Linked DNA regions of Mus musculus: region 2 is linked to region 1. Evidence: chromatin contacts called from public HiChIP or PLAC-seq data. All regions are on one chromosome and are shown on one strand. Each heading gives the region's core, a stretch centred on a gene start, on an enhancer-like site or on the middle of the called end of the contact. The rest is flanking DNA. Distances are from core to core; before and after follow the strand shown. Region 1 overlaps Gm32543 (a long non-coding RNA gene). Region 2 has its middle 16 kb from the start of Gm32543.

Evidence for each region. HiChIP or PLAC-seq counts read pairs in DNA pulled down with a chosen protein or histone mark.
Region 2: a contact with region 1 is called in an H3K27ac HiChIP or PLAC-seq map of extraembryonic endoderm stem cells. The contact joins two enhancer-like sites. A contact is called at or near these places in 6 of 484 Hi-C or Micro-C datasets (bone marrow-derived dendritic cells, bone marrow-derived macrophages, cortical neurons and 3 more) and 5 of 115 datasets of contacts at active chromatin or transcription factors (CD8 T cells, bone marrow-derived macrophages, embryonic stem cells and 2 more).

Annotation. Positions count from the first base shown.
Region 1 is chr10:17,590,613-17,594,885 of GRCm38.p6, forward strand. All of the region lies in intron 3 of Gm32543 (a long non-coding RNA gene), which reads right to left. Among named protein-coding and RNA genes, the nearest start is that of Gm32656, 67 kb to the right of the region's middle. Within about 2 kb of position 1,974, at least 9 of the 459 cell types and tissues checked have an H3K27ac peak or open chromatin away from gene starts, as enhancers often do. A contact at or near this core is called in extraembryonic endoderm stem cells, where this site is marked.
Region 2 is chr10:17,695,227-17,699,499 of GRCm38.p6, forward strand. No RefSeq gene overlaps it. Among named protein-coding and RNA genes, the nearest start is that of Gm32543, 16 kb to the left of the region's middle. Within about 2 kb of position 2,420, at least 43 of the 459 cell types and tissues checked have an H3K27ac peak or open chromatin away from gene starts, as enhancers often do. A contact at or near this core is called in extraembryonic endoderm stem cells, where this site is marked.

The sequences.
Region 1 (4,273 bases), core at 724-3,223:
TATAATAATGACAGGTTTTTAAACAACAAACAAAATCATATATGTCCAAATAAATACTGCAAAATAATCATTTCACATTTAAACACATACTTCAGTCTTCCTCCCAAGGCCCAAGGTGTACATTCCTTGTGCATCCTTCTCAAAATTGCCTTCCCAGCCAGCAGCATATTCTTTTGAATATCCTAAGGAGTGACAAATCTTCACCCTTTGCGGAATAACATTTTTTTGCATTGGTTTGTTTTATTTGTTTTAAGGCAAAAAGAAAAACTCATTTGGGGGCCAAGCCTAGATAAGGTTAAATTGAGTAAAATTATTGAAAACATAATTAAATGCCAGATACCACATTAAGAATTCTCTACAAATCACTCTAGTGTAATTCTCACCACAGATCTATAATATTAGTATTATGCTATATTTAAAATTTCCTTAACAATTACAAAATTAACATTTATCAATGAAGTATATTAAGGTTGATATTGATGACCTCACTGAATACTTCCTTATTGCAAAATAATTACTTTCACTGAAGGCCATTTGGAAAGCTCTAGAAGAGTAGAAAGTAAGCCTTCTTAGGCTTTCGGCACACAAATGTAATCCTTGATTATCTCCCTGGTTCATCTCTTGTAAGTACCAACATATAATTTTCCACCAAAATTAATCGGTGTATACAACTTTTACATATTTATATAAATTTATATAGAATTTTTCACTACATTTTATAGCCTGAACCATCTTTCATGTCATTGAGTTCATCTATGAAATCTTTTCTCACTGCTTGGTATTCTTGTACATAATTATAACAGCATCTACCTAAGAATTTACAAACAAAGCAAAACAAAAAACAAAACAAAAAAATTTAGCCAGGCAGTGGTGACTTTTAATCCCAGAAGTTATGAGACAACAGCAAATCTCTAATTTTGAAGATATCTTGGTCTATAGATCAAGTTTTAGGATAGCCAGGACTATACAGAAAAACCCTGTCTCAAGGAGGAGAAGGAAGAGAAGGAAAAGAAGAGGAAGAAAAAGGAGGAGGAGGGAGAGGAGGAGGAAGAGAAGAAGAATTTCCACATTTTAATACTACAAGGGCCCATTCTTCATAGATAAATCTTTTCCTAGAGTTATGGCTCCAGGACATATGTGTCCTGTTAGAATTTTCTTGTCCTATACTTAAAATTTAACACAGGCTGAAGTTGTCCCAGGTCTTTGACTTTCTAAAACTATGATTCTACTCCCCCCCCCCCAATATTATCAACTAATTTTGAAGGAATCATCTGTGAAAGAAGGGACCTGCACAAGTACAAGCAGAACTATGACTGAAGAATGTTGGTGGGTTGGTGGGTTGGTGGGTTGGTTGTTGGTTGGTTGGTTGGTTGGTTGGTTGGTTGGTTGATTGGTTGGTGGATTGGTTGGTTGGTGGATTGGTGGGTTGGTGGGTTGGTTGGTGGGTGGGTGGGTTGGTTTGTTGGTTGGTTGGTTGATTTTTGTCTTGGTTTTTTGAGAAAGGATTTCTCTGTGTAACAGCCCTGGCTGTCCGGGAATTCACTGTGTAGCCAGGGTGGTCTCCAACTCAAATAGTGAGGTTAAAGGCAGGTGCCACTATCATCGGCCCAAATGATTTTGAGAAAGGAGTGTATAACAGCTTCAGAAGTCATTTCCATAAAGCACTCTAAGGAATTGAGTTCAGTTCTGTGTTTGTGTTTAGCTGTTCTTAAAGCACTCACCTCGCTTCATTGGCACATTCTTAGAAGACAGAAACTCTGGACTTAATGAGTTTATAGGATAGTGACTATCTTGGCCTAAGCACTGAGCTTCTTATTGAATTACCAAAAAGTCGAATCTCTCCAGCCATTTCTACAATCTACTTGGAAAAAAGCTTGGTTACAAATTTAGGCCAGCCACCCTCAAGTGAAGAGCCCACACCCACATGTTTAGAATACCAAAGGACTAACAGATAGCCCAGTCTTTAAGGCTGGCTATGTTCTGATAACAGGACTGGGGTGGGGGGCTGCATTTTCCACCCAAAGTTCTTCTGGCTCGCTGTAAATGTATGACCTGTTCTAGAAGAACGAAACAAGAATAGCAGCTCTCCTAGACAGAAAACCCAACTGGTTGAGAGTGTCAAACCTATGAATAGGAGGAAGACGTTGTTTTCAAAGTGTCTTTTAGTAGAGGCACTTTACAAACATTTCTAAGTTGTCTTGAATTTCTTGGCTCTAAGCATGCTCCTCTTTGTGGGCAGGGGAACAAATGGAAAGGTAAAATTTGAAAGGTTGGGGTTAATAGGAACAGTGCCTCAAGCTATCAGAGGTTTGGTAAAGACATGCTCGAGGTCTTTGCGCAGCTCCTGGCTTTCTCTCGTGCTTTGTTTGTTTGTTTGTTTGTTTTGTTTGTGTGTTTGTTTTGAGACAGGGTTTCTCTGTGTAGCTCTTGCTGTCCTGGAACTCACTTTGTAGACCAGGCTGGCCTTGAACTCAGAAATCCACCTGCCTCTGCCTCCCAAATTCTGGGATTAAAGGCGTGCACCACCACTGCCTGGCCTGCTCTGGTTTTTTTTTTTGTTGTTGTTGTTTGTTTGTTTTTTTATCAACTGGCCAGCAAGCAGTCCTGCATGCTACCTGCCCCACCTCCTCAGTGTTTCTCCAGTTTCACAGAACTCTGGACTCTTGTCAGATGTCCGGACACACTCCTGCTTCTCCCAGGAAACCAGGACTTAAGATCTCTGCTTTTTCTTCTCATGTGCCCTCCCATCACTTTGGTATAAGCACCTGTCTTCTAGAGACTTGTTTCTGTTTCTGCTTCTTGTTTCGTTTCAGACCCAGAGACAAGGGCCCAAGGTGCCTATTTTATATTCCAAAGCAGATCTGGTCTACAGGTTCTCCTAGCATCTTAGTCCTTGCTTGGCATACTAAGTCCCCAATCCTGAACTTTCCAGTCCAGGAGCTGGGCTGCCCTTCCCCACAGAGACTCTTCCCTATACAATCCAGACATTTTGCTCTCTTTCACTCTCTTTCTCTCCCTCCCTCCTTCCCTTCCTCCCTCTTCTTCTCTTTCTCTCTCTGCCCATCAAGCCCTTTCTCTCTTTCTACCCATTACCCCATGATGGTGACTTCCCTAGTTGCCATCCCTGGGGTCAGGGAACTCACCCAAGAGCAGCTTTCCAATAAACCTGCCTTTAATATATTTTAATCGGGTTTGAATTGGCTCATTTCACTGGCGATGGAGAAATGACTTACCTCTTCTGTTCCTTAACACACAATAATCTGAGTGCTTCAAATTCTTCAGAGTTTTGTTTCGCTTTGTTTTAATCTCAGAAATTCATTTTCCTCACCATGGTGTTTGAGGCTGAGGCCCTGCCCTTCTCTTTGCCTTCAACTTCTACCAATTGCTCACAACAGATCCCACCACTCCAGCCCCAACCCCATCCTGGAACACTCTCCACTCCCCTAGGCCTTAAGCTCGATGCCAGAGCTCCAAAGCACGTTCCTGGGGTTAGCCTCAGCTCCCTCTCACACCACATTATTGTCTATTTATCACTTGCACCAGGGACAACAGCTTCTATTATCTCTGTTTGTTGTTTACTGTAATATAGGCTGTAAAAGAAATTTACCTCTAATATACACAGTATTTCACCTGTGCCAAGCTCACAAAGAATATTTAATAAAAATGTGCCAAAATGGTTGGTTGGTTGGTTGGTTGGTTGGTTGGTTGGTTGGTTGGTTGGTTGATTTTTGAGACTGAATCTCATTATAGCCCAGGCTAGCCTGAACTCCTGTATAACTCTTTACTGTTATGAATGTTGACACTGTATTAAGTTAGGTTCACCTACTATATACCTTTCTGCAAGTTGCAAATTGGGTGTTTTGCTTGTTGCACCAACTTTCCTGAATTAGTGACCAAAAAGAACCAATTAAGCTGCTAGGGAGTCTTTCCTATGCGAGTAGCAAGAAAAGGTGCTAATAATAGAACAGAACATATGTTATAAAGTTAATATTTTATTATTCTTGTCCTTGTTCTCTCTCTCTTTTGAAGATTTGTTTATTTATTTTATGTATGTGAGTACACTGTATCTGTACAGATGGTTGTGAGCCTGCATGTGGTTGTAGGGAATTGAATTTTTAGGACCTCTGCTCGCTCGAGTCCATCCTACTTCCTGCAGTCGGCCCTGTTTGCTCTGGTCAACTCCTCTTACTCAGTCCCTGCTTGCTCTGGCTAAGAGATTTATTTGTTATTGTACATAAGTACACTTTTTAAAAGATGGGTCTCACACAGCCCA
Region 2 (4,273 bases), core at 1,170-3,669, 110 kb after region 1:
CGATTGCCTCCTATAGGCACACCCAGATTGCTGCCAGGACTTCCTGGAGGCGATGGGCCATTCTTTCATGGACATGTCTAAGGGTCATTCCAGGACTGAAGATACCAGCTTAGGCTATAGAGAAAATAGCATCATGTCAGGCAGTATTCAGCCTTAGCCTCTGGATGCACATGGCTAGAAGGATGCATAATGGGAGAAGAGAGATGGCAAGAGAAGGTGGGGCCTCCTCGGTATGCATGTTCCTTAACAGCATGTAGATGGTCTCACAAGAAAATCCCAGCCAGTCTTCTACTTCCACCTCTGTGCACATTATCTACAACCACCATTTGTCTCACAGTGCACACAACAAATATGGATGGATGCCTTATAGACACAACCTTTCAGAACCTAAGCACCAGAAACACTGGTTTCTCATGTGAGCTCTCATCCCAAGACATGGGGAGTCGAGTTGTGCAACCAATCTCATATGGCTAAGAGTCTCTTTTGTTTGGCAGCCAGGTAAAACAGGACCGTCTCCTTTAAGCAACACACCTTCCCTTACATACCCTTCATACACGGAATACCTTCTGAAGCAGCTGAAAATCCCTTTCGCAGAATAGAGACAAGAACAATCTGTTTTTGTACAAACCTATCATATCTCTCTCCCTCCAACCATTCTAGCAAATCCCCTTTCCCTTCTCAGTCAGACCTCTTCTCAAAACTTCCACATTCCACATTCCCAGGAAGGCTTTTCCTACAAAGGATCTCCTCTGAATCAAAATGGGTGCAGTCCAAAGGTTATGGCAAAGACCAGTTCAGCTAACTGCCAGGGAAGTCTCAGCTGGATGACTGACCTTTCTTTCCTCTGTGTTTTTTTTTCTTTCTGAGTTGTCATGTCTCTCCCGGTGAAGTGACAAACATGACGTAGAAATTGCTTTTAGCCTTGTGTTTTCAGCCTTTCAGATGACTCCACTCAACAAGTTGGAAATCATTATCATACACAAATGCATATGCTAGTCGGTGACTTGGAAGTGCCATGGTGAAATGAATAAGCAATTACTGGCAAACATCAGGGTATGGCACTTCAATGAGGTCATCACAGAATCGCTAGCAATTATGTTTACAAACTTAAGATGAGAGGTGTGTGGTGTGTGTGTGTGTGTGTGTGTGTGTGTGTGTAGACTGAGAAAAAAATGAGCATGTTTTTAAAACAGAAAGCTAGGAAAAGTCTAACAAAATTCAATATCTAAAATCCAGAAACATATTACAATCTTATGAACACACACATCACAGATGGTGGGGAAAAAAAATACTTCAAAAAAACCTTACATGAACATTAGTCAAATGGTATCCCTCAGATGCATAAGACTGATAGAAACCACGCAGAAGAAGATCTTAAATAGTTGTGACTATTGTGACGTTCAGGCTTTGTCTAGCTTGTGGTTGGCCAATTAAGGAGCTACATTCTGAAATCACCTTCTTCTGGTAGACTCATGAGTGATTAGAAGGCTTTTCCCAGTAGTAATTACCAATGGTCTAGTGTGAACCCAGAGATGCATACCTCACTGGATTCCAAAGAGGTTGGTCTTACCCCATTGCTATTTTTAGTAGCGACTTTGATGATGGGAAAGAATATGATTATTAAGTTCAGTAATGACATCAAACTGGGTGTGGTACATCCCACTTTGGAAAACTGGATAGAAGTGCAAATGATCTTGATAAGTCAGAGAGGTGGGTGGACGTAAACATACTGAAGCTCTACAGAGTAACTCACATGGGAAAAAAAACAAACCACACAATTGCAGGATTCACTCTGTGATGTCATGAGGAAAATGGTCTGGCGGTCATAGCCAGCATAGGCTACTTACTAATGTCCGGTTTTATCTTTAAAGGCAAATTCAATTTAGGAAACAAAAAGCAGGTTGTCTTTTCTGGGTGCTGAGTGTAGCTCATGTCAGTACCATAATAACAAAACTCTATAGTGTCTTTAAGCTCACGTTTTAAAGTAGAACAATTGATGGTATAGCGAGCAGTTTAAAAAACATCAATTTGTTGATTGATTATATGTTTGAGGAACCACTAAGATCACAAATTGATTTGATTTGTGAACTGCAGAAGAGAACTGAACGTGGGCAAGTCAGGCAAAAGGTGGACTGGCGAGAGGGAGACGAGTCTCACTGACACAGAACAGCTGTACAGCAAAGCTGGAGAAAGCAGAGGACGGTCAGAATCCAGACTGGGGACAGCTCCGTGGACAGACAGGAAACCAGAACAAACACAGTAATGCAAAACTACAGAATCTGAGCTTCTTGTTTGTCTGGTTTAACCCACCCCCAGCCCCACCCATTTTTATTTATAAAGGGAGGTAACAGGAAGAAGGCACAGGGAAGGAACGTCTACCAGTGCTTGGAACCTTTGTTTCCCACAGAGCATCTAGTAAAAAGTTGATTGAGCTTCAAGGCCCACATGTGCTTCCCCAGGCTGACCCAGTATCACTGTCTGATAGTTTGCTATTTCAAAATGATGTTAGCAGGTTACGTGGAGTTGTGAAGAAAATCCAAAACCCCAAAACCTTTGCCTCTGGAAGGTGGGGTAGAGTCTGTTCCTCCCACCTTCACCCCACCCCTCCACCCCACCTCCCAGGCTCTGGGGAAAGGCTCCTAGGAGCCACGACTGGAATGCATACAATGTCCTTCCAACTCCCCAGGACTTCACACCTTCAAGGCTGGATACAGAATTGGGCCACCTCCCAAGGGCTTGTCTAACCTCCCTTTGTCACAGCCTTTTCTCCTTCTTAGGAACGAAGAGCATTTGTTTACTATCAGTGGCATTCTCTTGACACATAGTCACACAGAGCATTGTGACATCTCAGACACAGTTGAGTCACCCTTTGTCGTTTACTTCTCTTCTGTACTGCATTCCCAAGTCATATGCTCTCTGAAGAAGGGGATCATGTGTTAAACTGTTTGTATCCTCCTACAGAACCCAATGCAAGAAGCACTGTGCTTGTGACAGGGAGTAAGTTAACCCTGCTGAACAAATGCATGCATGCCTGCATAAATGCATGCATGAATGAATGAATGAATGAATGAGTGACTGAGTGAGTGAGTGAGTTAATAGATAGGTGAAGGAAAATGTTGAAAGAAGGACAGTCTTCAAGAAATGTTGTTTCTTTTCTTCTTCTTGAGACAGGGTCTTTGTTACAGTGTAGCTCTGGCTGTCCTATGTAGCTAGACCAGGCTCTCCTTAATTCAGAGATCCACCTTCCTCTGCTTCCCTCCTGAGTGCTGGGATTAAAGACAGGTACCATTAGGCCAGGGAAATGTAGAGTTCTTGTGTAGTTTTTGTTTGTTTGTTCATTTGTTTTTCAACTGTTCTGAAGAGAGACTCGAGTGAGAAAGCAAAAGCCAATTAAGAAACCACTAACGCTTTACTAATTCATGCTCTCTGTTTGTGTTATGTTGTTTTTACATGTTTTTCATGTAGCCCAGGATGCCCTTGAACCCTCCAGAGTGACCCTGAACTCACAATCCTGGTGCCTGTACCTGCCAAGGCCTGAGATTACAGCCCTTGCTACTTGCATTATTATTTTATAAATGAATTCTTAGTAGGAATGTCAGATGTCAGTATATGAAACTCAATTAAAAATCCACAATGGTTCTTATACATATATATAAAGAACCACTGATAAATATGTATGTATATTTATATGCATGTATATATATATGTGTGTGTGTATATATATATATATATATATATATTTGAGTTCTGAATAAGATTATAAAATTATACAATTGTTAGTATTCTCACCTGAGCAGAGCATTTCTTATCAGCACAGGGGATTATAAAGCAAAAAGGGAATCATCCCATGCATCAGTGTGATTTAAGATGATTCAGTCAAATAAAATTTGAATGCTTTTATTATGCTGAGATTAATATTTTATGTTCATTTTGCCCTGGCTCACTCTGAGTGATCTTTCTGCTATGTCTGCCAACAAAGTGTCAAAGGTGCCAGCCATATTTACATTACTACTTGGGATTTGTGAATTAAAACACTGGCTCATTTTGCAAAGATCCATATCAAATGATATTAACTTATCTGGGTTGCATTTGAACCTATGTCCTGGGACTTCAAAGCTGTGGGTCATATCTATAGTGCCTTTTCAAACTACCTTCAACATGAAATTTTCTTGCTGATTGTTGTCTAAACACTATACTTAGGAATCAGAGTTTTTCAAAACTCATGAGACATTATTGTATACAGTGATTGGGGCATTTGATGGACACCTCACTT